Regions from separate parts of the Xenopus tropicalis genome. Here region 2 is linked to region 1. Evidence: chromatin contacts called from public Hi-C data. All regions are on one chromosome and are shown on one strand. Each heading gives the region's core, a stretch centred on a gene start, on an enhancer-like site or on the middle of the called end of the contact. The rest is flanking DNA. Distances are from core to core; before and after follow the strand shown. Region 1 holds the start of csnk1a1 (casein kinase 1 alpha 1). Region 2 holds the start of pcyox1l (prenylcysteine oxidase-like).

Region 1 (5,487 bases), core at 762-3,261:
ATTCTGCTGGTTATAATTATATTTAATATAGCACCACATTTGCAAGAAGAGAAAGCCTGGGTTCAGTGAGGAGGGTGGGATAAAGAGTAAGGCTCTCTCAAAGTAGCGGACTGGTCTCATTAGCTGCCAAAAAAGAAAGTAGGAGGTGGGTAGGAGCAGGAGCTCAGCTGTCTGAAAGCACCAGGCTGCTCACTGACTCATAAGCTGAGAGACAGTATGACGGGAGATCTGTCTAAAGCAGGTGGTGCCCTGCTGATTGCACAGAGTGGTACTGAGCTGCAAACATTTGGGAAACCCCACACAGGCTGCTGCAGCCATTTGGAGGTTAGGTCACCTCAGGCCTATATTTGGAATATATTACATGTAATCCTTTTCTAGGCAATCATCTTTTTCCAGTATGACAATTCCCAGACGTGTGGCTGAAAAGCAAAAGCAATGCATTTAAAGTCTTTATCATAGCACTGGGTTGTTAGCATACCTTTAAAATCAGATGCCCCTAAAATATCTGTATGGGTGAAGACACACTGGGCTACTAGTAGCAGCTACTTTTTTAAGGCTACTAAACTCCAGGAAATACCCTGCCAGAGACAATAGTGAGAATTGCCTCTGCTAAGACACATGCAGAGACAATTATCAGTAAATGATCAGCATTGTCTTTTTTTAGTAGCCACGACAAGTAGCTGCTACTAGTAGCTCCGTGTGTCTTCACCCTAAGGGCAGGGGTACACAGGGAGATTGGTCCTCACAAGGCAACTTCAGCGACTTTGCGTATGCCATCCCACCGGCGATTTACATTCTAGCCAGTGGGATGGCATTGTGGGGAGATTTAATGCGCGCCAACTAATCACTGCCCTTGAGGCAACTTCGGCAAATCACCGGCGCCGCGTTTGCCATCCCACCAGCGTTTTACATTCTCACCGGTGGGATGTCATATCGGGGAGATTAGTCGCCCGCAACAAGGGAGATTTGTCGCGGGCGACTAATCTCCCCGTGTGCCACAGCCCTTAAGCGCAGTGTGGGATAAAATATATATATATAAAAACTCATTATAATTATAATATTTATTATGTTTAGGAAGAAATAGAGGGTATTTTGTATTTTTAGTTTTATAGCTATATATTGGAATACTGATTTTTGTAAACAGAAAAAAAGTTTTCGAGAGATTTCTTTATGAGACATTCACTGGTATCGTTAATCTTTATTAAGGCCTCATATATAAAGATTTCAGTGTGGCCAAGAGACGCCTTTCTTCGTTCTCTGGCTTATAACGAGCAGCAACTTGCAAGGGCGGACATATAGTTACAGCTGCCACAAACAAGTGCAAATCGCGTCACCACTCGCGTTCCTAGGAAGCACAATGCCCGGGGCTTGCGTGTTGGCCCGCCCAGTTACCAAGGCAATGGGGAGTGGCAGTGAGACATCTATAGTCCCAACGCTGTGCGCCCTGGAGCAATTAACACCCACTCCTTCCTAATACGGGTGGCCATATTGTACCCGGGAAATGAGGCGCCATTTTGTTTCTAAGCTTCTCAAAAGCGGAACATAACGTGGCATAAGCGCCTCATGCTGGCAGATAATTACTGCAGTACTTCAAAAAATAGAGCACTGAGAATGGTAGCCCAATAATACCGTCAAGGTCAAGAACTGACAAGGTGGTTGTTATAATTGTGTCCTTTAACGAGGGGAAGCAGTTGATATGTATTTGAAATAGGATCGTGTTTCTTCGAAACGCACGAAAATGCATCTTAACCTATATGCTGCATTGCGTAGATTATGCCTATTAATGCAGCAAGCTTTATATTATCGAGCGTCCCATTATCCTGTTTACAAATGGCCGAAAGGCGTCTGGGAGGGACGCTACGTCTTCGAGAGACGTAGCAACTTGCTCCGCCCACAATATGCGTCAGCCCTAGCCCAGTACCCACAGTTCAGTGCGCGGGCGGAGGAGGGCATTTTGTGGCGAGAGAGACTGCTAGAGGGGGGAGCAGGAAGAAGAGAGTACAAGATGGCGGCTTGAGGAGGAGCAGGAGAGGGGTTGCGGTTGTATTAGAGGGTGGGAAGTCGATAGATGAGCGTGTGACTGAGGGTCGGAAAGCCATCAGAGGTACACACCGCTCCGAGAGAGGGGATTCGGGGCGGAGAAGAAGTGGGGGGTTGTACAGAAAGAACGGAAACGGGCGCCCGGTGACCCCCCTTACACCGAACAAAGAACCCAGGGAACGCGGATATTCTTGTCCCTAAGCCGAAGGATCTGCTGTTCTCACTACTAGTCGCATATCTCTGTTTGACTCCATTGTAATTGTTCTGCTTTATCGCTGGGGATCCCTCCCCCTTCCACCCCGGATCATGGCGAGTAGCAGCGGCTCCAAAGCTGAGTTTATTGTCGGTGGGAAATACAAGCTTGTGCGGAAGATCGGATCTGGCTCTTTTGGAGACATTTACCTGGCGATCAATATCACCAATGGCGAGGTAACCTTGTTTATTACATGTGTACGCGGCTTGTGGCGCTGCACCGGGGTGGGGCGAAGCCGGAGGGTTCTATGGAACGTACACGGAGTTCCTGGCTGGCCGCGGGGGCTTCTGGGAGTTTGGGGTCAGGAACCGAGTGAGAAGCAAAAGTAGGCGATTCCTTCGGTTGTTCGGCCCCCCTGTTGGCCATGGGATGCTGCTGACTGCCGATATACTGATCAATAATTGTGCGTGATAGTTCCTCCATTTCTAATCCTGCTGCTGGGAAATTACTTTTATTTTTCGGTCCAATTCCACCTACGTTTTGGTTTCGGTAAACACGTAGTGGCGTCATAAATTCTACGTCATTCGGTAGTGTTTTTTGGTCGATGTTTCGATATTTTAGAGGCCCCCCCCCCATCAAGCAATTCTGTGGTTGGTCATTTGATATTACTGGTTGGCGTGTCCCCCCCCCCCCCCCCCCCAATCTCTGTAATGTTGTGCGTTTGTAATCTGGTGGCCATTTTAGCAGACACTGCTATCTGTTAGAGCTCTTGCCCTCCTGTAAAGAGTTGCCTGTCTCTGCTTAAACCCTTTCATCCTACAAGACTGACAGTGTATTATGTATTTGAAAGGATAAAAAGTGCTTTTTTTGTAGGTGGCTCTTAAATAGGTGACACAAGTGCAACTTATTCTGTGTATATTAATATATGGACAATAATGATCAATCATACAGGCTTAAGGTATGAGGGAATGGCTCCTCAAGTGGGTTTCCAGTTAGGAAATGGCTTTGGTTACATTCCTACCTTTGAATAGTTACATAGGGTAGAAAAAAGACCAATGTCCATCAAGTTCAACCCATCCAAGTAAACCCAGCACACCTAACCCACACCGGTGGGTCAACAAAACACTTTGCTTTTTCATTAATTTATTTCCTGGTATGTATGTAGCGGCGACACATTTCCACAGCGCTTTACTGAGATTTTACATCATTTGCATCATCAGTCCCTGCCCCGGAGTAGCTTACAACCTAACATCCTTATCCCATTTACATACACGCACTATGGTCAATTTTGTCAAAAGCCACTTAACCTGCCTGAATGTTTTTGGGGTGAGGTAGTTTTGGAAAACTGGTAACACGGGGAAAAAAATTCAAAGTTGTAGTGGCTTTTTATCAGCACTGTTAAAACCTCACCCCAGTGCCATACTGATCATTGATCCCCTTTATTGGTTATGAAAAGTTATTGCAGAGACTCTTCTAAGTTAACATTGCTGTTGTTGTCATTAAAGTGACAGTTTTCCTTAAATATATCCCTTTAGTGTATTTGTCAAGGGTTGAATTGAATATTCTCAACAAAACCTAAAATTAAATTCCAAGCAGCTGTAGTTATTTATCTTAGCCACTAGGTAGTGGTTTAAATATTGAAATGAAAGAATAAAAAAGGGAAGGTCTGCCTATAAAGACAAGTAGGGAAAAAGTAAAGGGATTCAAGTAAACACTTACTCTGGCGTTACTTAATTTAACCTTGTAAGTGACACCCAAAACAGATTGACAATTTTTTTTTTTTTTTTTTATAAATGCAGCAGTGATTGTCACTTAAAACTCCTAAAGTTAAATGAGCCCAGAAATTTTTTGCACGTTTGGAAACATTGACTGGGAATACTTTACCCTATTTCAGAACAAAGAACGTGAAGGGGCAATATAACCTTGTTTAATGAGTTGTGTACTGGGAATATAATTTTCTATATTTCAAGAACCAAACATGCAGGAGGCTCTGTCCGTTTAGCTCAACAAACAACCATTTTTGTGATTGAAACAATATGTTCTGTACAAGCCAGTGCATTGAACATTGAGCAAAAAAAAAAAGCTAAATGTAGCCCCATTAAAAAAAAAAAAAAAAAAAAAAAACAGTGCTCCTTAAAGGGAAACTAATGTCTGAAAGCAAGCTTAAAGGAAAAGTAACACTAACATTTTTTTAAGTAAAAAATCTATTCTACCCTCCTCCAATAATTGACCTAGCCTTCCCAACGTTTATTGTTTTAAATGCTTTATTAGAAAATACCTTGTAAAACGCTGCATCCGGTCATTTCAAATACGGCAATCCAGAAGATGCAGAATCCATTATGCAAAGATCAACATCTCCTCCTAGTCCCACTCCGGACTAGGAGAAGATGTCGATCGGCGCATAGTGGATTCTGGATCTTTGTGTTTGAAATGACCGGATGCAACGTTTTACAAGGTATTTTCTAATAAAGCACTTGAAATAATTAATTATTGGAGCGGGGTAGAATAGATTTTTTACTTGAAAAATGTTATTGTTACTTTTCTGATAACCAGCAGACAATAAATATCCTTTTAAGTGACCTATCAAGGGAATTTTATAGAATAGGCATCTACATTTCAAGAAATATTGCTTTTAAACCAGTGCTCACTTTTTGACATGTAAAAATATATTCAACTAAACAAGGAAAGCCTATGGCAGTAAAAGACAGAGCTCTGTTCCTTGATTGGTTGGTGCAACCTAGCTTGTGTGTAAGCACAGTGCATCATAAGAGCCAGAGGCACAATAGTATTTAATGGGGTGGTTCACCTTTCTAGAACTAAAAAATCATTAAGCAGTCTTCATGAATATAAGCATTTTATCAGTAGTTTGTTTTTTTTAAATCTGCTTTAAATAAGTTGCATCAAGTTACCTTATCTATGTTTCTCTGTCTGTACAGTGACCTCGGACTATTACCCAGGGGCTGATTTATCAACGTCCGTATTCATATTAACATGAATTACATTTTTGTCAAAACTCATAATAACATAATATTCAAATAAATATCGAACATTCAAGTTAAAAAATAATTTGAAATAAGTGAAAACATTTAACAAAAAACACAAATGTAAGACTTTGTTTTCTAAAAGCTTGCTAATTTTTATAGAAGGCAATGGGAGTTGCCATAGGAAAATGTTGTTTTTTTTTTTTCCTTCAATTCAAATTTTTGAAAATGTTAAGTAGAAAATGAGTTTGATAGTTTTGCTCAATTTAGTTT
Region 2 (5,487 bases), core at 2,176-4,675, 170 kb after region 1:
GAAAAATAAAATAGCGTAACTGTAACTGGTAATACAAATAGCATCTTCCAATTCCATACAAAAATTTTCAGAACAAAAGTTTCCATCATATTCACCTTTTATTGCTTTTAGTTTTTAACTTTTTTATTTCAAGGGCAACTAAACTCCAAAAAACATGGGTTAAGCATTGCAAAGAATTTGTATACCTCAGTTTGTACATCAGCCACAATGAAATTAGGGTCCCTTAAGCCTTTATCATTAATAGCTGGTCTTGCAGTGTGGGGAAATCCTATGTTTCTCTAGGGGCCTGTGTTGGCATATTCTCTCTGGATGTAGTTACATTAATGCACTGAGCATATGAGACTAAAAAACTGAAATGCATAGACTAACCCCTAAGTGCAAGATGAAGGGACAGTCTTGCAGGAAGTGTGATCACTGAAGCTTGAATGATATGGATCAAATGGTAGGTGTCTAAATATTCAATACCTCATAAATTTTTCCATGATTTCTTCCACCCACATCTGCAGTCTCAGGAAACTGATCCCATAATGCCACCAAAGGCGGAAGAGGTTAAGGAGGTACCAATCTGTCTCTTCTAGAACCAGATGTTCTCCACTGAAAATGGCATTTTTTCCAGCTACCTCTTTCCTGTGCTTAAGACCTGGGTGGTAGGAAAAAAGAGCAGTTGCACAGTGTAGAAATCTAAATGCCCAATTTACTCAAACCTGACAACATTTCACAAAGTTCACAGTGTCAACAACTACTGCCATTGCCAATGCCAAGAAAATAAGGGAATTTAAGTCTCCAGCAATCTATATCCTTTCCTCTGCTATGTATATTTCTATTTGTATAACCGCAGGAGGGGCAGCTCTGCTGAATTTTGTGGAGAATGCAAGTAAAAGCAATATGTCATTATGAACCCATACAAAGAAAGAATCTTTTATGAAACCTTTATTGGTTTATGTCCATATATGCTGTACTGCTAATGTTAGGGTGTATAAATAAAGGATAATACTAGATATACTTCTAATAAACATGGTATATACTCCCCTTAAAAATTTTTGCAGTCAGTATAAGCTGACACTTACCGAGAAGCTTGACAAAGCCTTGCATGTGGAGATTCAGTGAATGGATAGCGGGGCTGCCTGATTCATACTGCTGGTTATTCACTGTTGTTGTTGCCAGACGACCCCCAACTCTATCTGCCTCATATACATCAATCTGCACCTGGGCACCAAACTGCTGTTGCAGGAAATGTGTGACTGCGGAACCCCCAATGCCAGCACCTATCACAGCTAGAAGAAAGAAAGGAGACGCTAACAATACTGAATAGAATGTTTGTTTCTGTAATTCAAATTGTCCAAAGCTATTTGTACGCAAAAGAAACTATAAATATATATGACATGCAATTCTTGCATGGCCTGGTGCAGTTACATTTATTCTGTTTCAATTATCAGATCTGAAAATACAGCACACTGCCCCTGGTGTCCTGATTGGGGCAGGTTTTTTGGCTTTAAAGGATACATATTGGATAAATGAAAAACCCCTAATTTTGTAGGTAATTATGAATAATATACAGTGCTGGTTTCCCTTTGGGCTAAACATTAATCCTATCTGTAACAATGGCCCCTTTATTGGAGCTCCCTATAGATCCTATCCGTTCTCTGTCTGTGTTTCAAATGAGGGGTGGGCGTGTCCTAACGGTCTCCGCCAGAAGCACAGTAGGAGGGGGATAGCCAATCACAGCCCTGCACTCACACAAGCAAAGACAGGCTTCAGTTCCCTATCAGGTCAGCCTAGCTGCTGATTGGTTCCTATCCTACACTGCAGTGTACTGAGTGCCCCCGGCCCCCCTGCACGTCCAGAGAATACAGCCAGCAGAAAGTGGAACAGATGGGCGGGACTAGTAGGGTTTTGGTGTAATTTCTCAAAAACAATCCTTCTATATCTAGGAGTATAATTCACTGGTACATTAATACCTAATTTTTATATGATATGTCTCCTTTAATACACTTAGAAGCAATTGTGTGTGCATGCCCTTAATGTGATAGACATCATGGTAACTTCTCACATACTGCGGGCAGTCTGCTATGCAGGTTCATGTTTGGTAAAGCAACTCACTTGTAAATTTGGCAACTTGTTTGCATGGCTGCCCCCACAGGGAATGTTTTATAGATATTATGCAACACAAGTAGAGGACACCAGTACAGAGGCACTGCAGTTTCCTATTGGATGATTACCCCATATACATATGGGCCCAACCTGTATCCTGTCTTAAATAAGATGGAAAATGATTGACCTATGAATAGCACCAAAATGATTGCTTCCAGTCACTTATATATCAAAATGAATGTGGCACATGGAGCAGGTAGTACCCTGAGAATGGGCCCCCAGTGTTATCCAACCTGTGACCTAAGGGACAAATACTTAGGGGCCCATTTACTAATCCACGAACGTCCGAAAAGCGCCCGAATGCGTTTTTTTTTTAATGATCGATATTTTGCGACTTTTCCGCGAATTGTCGCAAATTTTTCGAGCGCTCAATACGAAAAAGTCGCAATGGCTATGCAAAAGCCATGACAATTCACGAAAGTCATAATGGCTATGAAAAAGTTGCGACAATTCACGAAAGTCATAATGGCTATGCAAAAGTCGTAACGGCTACGAAAAAAAATGCAAAAAATATGAAAAAGTCGCAAAATGTTAGTTTCCAATGCGATTTTTTCCCATTTGGGATTCGGATTCGTGGATTAGTAAATCAGCCCCTTAGTATTCTGCTGCCAAAACAGACAAATAGGATTTTAGTTGCCAATGTCATTAATAGGGAAGAACGATCCCAATGATATGAAGGCCAGTCCTCACACTGATAATGCCACATACAGCTATTAAACCCATTTGGATACCAGATGTGTGTGCTAGAAGGGGGGTGTAGTTCATCACCAGCTTATGAACCTTAAATTATATTTCTCTAATAAAAGACTTTTAAATTAAGCCATCACATCTGCGCCAGGCGTGTTTATTTAAAAAAAAGTTTAGTCATTGCCATTCTGTTTATAAACATCAATGCAAATACAGCCTCTGGCGTTTTTGTTATGGTTTAATACAACTCCTAGCAGCACCCCAGACATGAAGGCAGGGCGAGCCCCATGCTGTCAGTTCGCAGCATCCCTCATGAAGGCATTTCCCAGCTACACTACAAGTAACAGCAGAGTTCTGCAGAACTTCTCCATTTACCGATCCTGCCAGGAGACTCCGGCGGCTGTCCGGCACAAAGCTGAAAAAGCAAAGCTGTCAGCGTTATAAGCAGGGACATTCTGTGGATGGAGCCTCCGGAAGCCATACCACATCTTCGCCTGTCAAGCCATTCATCGCGACAGAGGCCTGGAACACACGCATTACCTCGCAAGCTACGCATTCCAAAGCGAGGCCAGAAACGCAAGCTGTGGGTGATCGCAAGTAGCCCAGCTGAACGTGATTAGGCGTTTGGGATGCTGCGTCGCTCTTGTAGAACTATTTTCTATATGTCATTTTATAAGATATATTTCTTATAACAAGAAATATTTTCTCATGAAAATAACGTAATATAACATCGGAAATGTGAAAATGTTATAGTTCTATAGTTTGTATTTTGATTTATTTTCACACCGCAATCCCGTCAGGCGTGTTATGTTACAATTTCTCTCTTCCCCAGTAATATCTTGTGCCCATTTATTACTATAACACTACAGCTTTATGTAGAGACTAGATAAGAGATTCAAGGACTTGACTATATATATATATATATATATATATATCACACTTTCCAGCAATGGTGCCATTGTGTGATCTAGTCCAACTGTCTTACACCCAGGTACACTGCTGTATCCCATGAGCACTCATGGGTGAGCATCACATTCACGGTGCATCATTGTGCTTTCAGACTCATCACGGACTAGAAACCAAATCTTTGTGATTTTTAACCAACCCCTTATGCCCTGAACATTATTAACATTTATTTATAAAGTGCCAACATATTCCGCAGCGCTGTACAATAAGTGGCTCTTTTGCTGCCTCTGCAGGGGGTATAAATATCTGTGACTGTCTGTCCTTTGCCATAGGATATTTTTCTGGCTTCCTGGTTGATTTGGGGCCCATACTTAGCTGTTTCTACCTTTGAATGCCAGCTATAGAGAGAATACATATACACTCATATCAGCAGCCAGCATAATAACTCTATGCACCTCTTGCACTTAACAGCTGTTTGGAGAAGTTTAGCTGAACTTTTGTCCCTGACAGCTGTAAATACTGGATAACTAATCTAGCACAGCTACACAAGGAAATGGAATGTTACAGTGGGATGGTATATACAGTGGAGGAAATAATTATTTGACCCCTCACTGATTTTGTAAGTTTGTCCAATGACAAAGAAATGAAAAGTCTCAGAACAGTATCATTTCAATGGTAGGTTTATTTTAACAGTGGCAGATAGCACATCAAAAGGAAAATCGAAAAAATAACTTTAAATAAAAGATAGCAACTGATTTGCATTTCATTGAGTGAAATAAGTTTTTGAACCCCTACCAACCATTAAGAGTTCTGGCTCCCACAGAGTGGTTAGACACTTCTACTCAATTAGTCAACCTCATTAAGGACACCTGTCTTAACTAGTCACCTGTATAAAAGACACCTGTCCACAGAATCAATCAATCAAGCAGACTCCAAACTCTCCAACATGGGAAAGACCAAAGAGCTGTCCAAGGATGTCAGAGACAAAATTGTAGACCTGCACAAGGCTGGAATGGGCTACAAAACCATTAGCAAGAAGCTGGGAGAGAAGGTGACAACTGTTGGTGCGATTGTTCGAAAATGGAAGGAGCACAAAATGACCATCAATCGACCTCGCTCTGGGGCTCCACGCAAGATCTCACCTCGTGGGGTGTCAATGATTCTGAGAAAGGTGAAAAAGCATCCTAGAACTACACGGGAGGAGTTAGTTAATGACCTCAAATTAGCAGGGAACACAGTCACCAAGAAAACCATTGGAAACACATTACACCGCAATGGATTAAAATCCTGCAGGGCTCGCAAGGTCCCCCTGCTCAAGAGGGCACATGTGCAGGCCTGTCTGAAGTTTGCCAATGAACACCTGAATGATTCTGTGAGTGACTGGGAGAAGGTGCTGTGGTCTGATGAGACCAAAATAGAGCTCTTTGGCATTAACTCAACTCGCTGTGTTTGGAGGAAGAAAAATGCTGCCTATGACCCCCAAAACACCGTCCCCACCGTCAAGCATGGGGGTGGAAACATTTTGCTTTGGGGGTGTTTTTCTGCTAAGGGCACAGGACAACTTATTCGCATTAACGGGAAAATGGACGGAGCCATGTATCGTGAAATCCTGAACGACAACCTCCTTCCCTCTGCCAGGAAACTGAAAATGGGTCGTGGATGGGTGTTCCAGCACGACAATGACCCAAAACATACAGCAAAGGCAACAAAGGAGTGGCTCAAGAAGAAGCACATTAAGGTCAT

What was found. Hi-C and Micro-C count contacts between places; a contact is called where the count stands out from the background.
Region 2: a contact with region 1 is called in a Hi-C map of gastrula embryo, with 2.6 times the contacts expected there. The contact joins the promoter of pcyox1l here to the promoter of csnk1a1 in region 1. A contact is called at or near these places in 4 of 5 Hi-C or Micro-C datasets (brain, gastrula embryo, liver and 1 more).

The regions. Positions count from the first base shown.
Region 1 is chr3:40,283,202-40,288,688 of UCB_Xtro_10.0, forward strand. It overlaps csnk1a1 (casein kinase 1 alpha 1), which reads left to right and starts at 2,012. Exons shown (of 10, transcript NM_001001221.2): 1 at 2,012-2,469. The coding sequence starts at 2,347.
Region 2 is chr3:40,450,990-40,456,476 of UCB_Xtro_10.0, forward strand. It overlaps pcyox1l (prenylcysteine oxidase-like), which reads right to left and starts at 3,426. Exons shown (of 6, transcript XM_002939107.5): 1 at 3,214-3,426; 2 at 1,068-1,274; 3 at 466-640. The coding sequence starts at 3,394.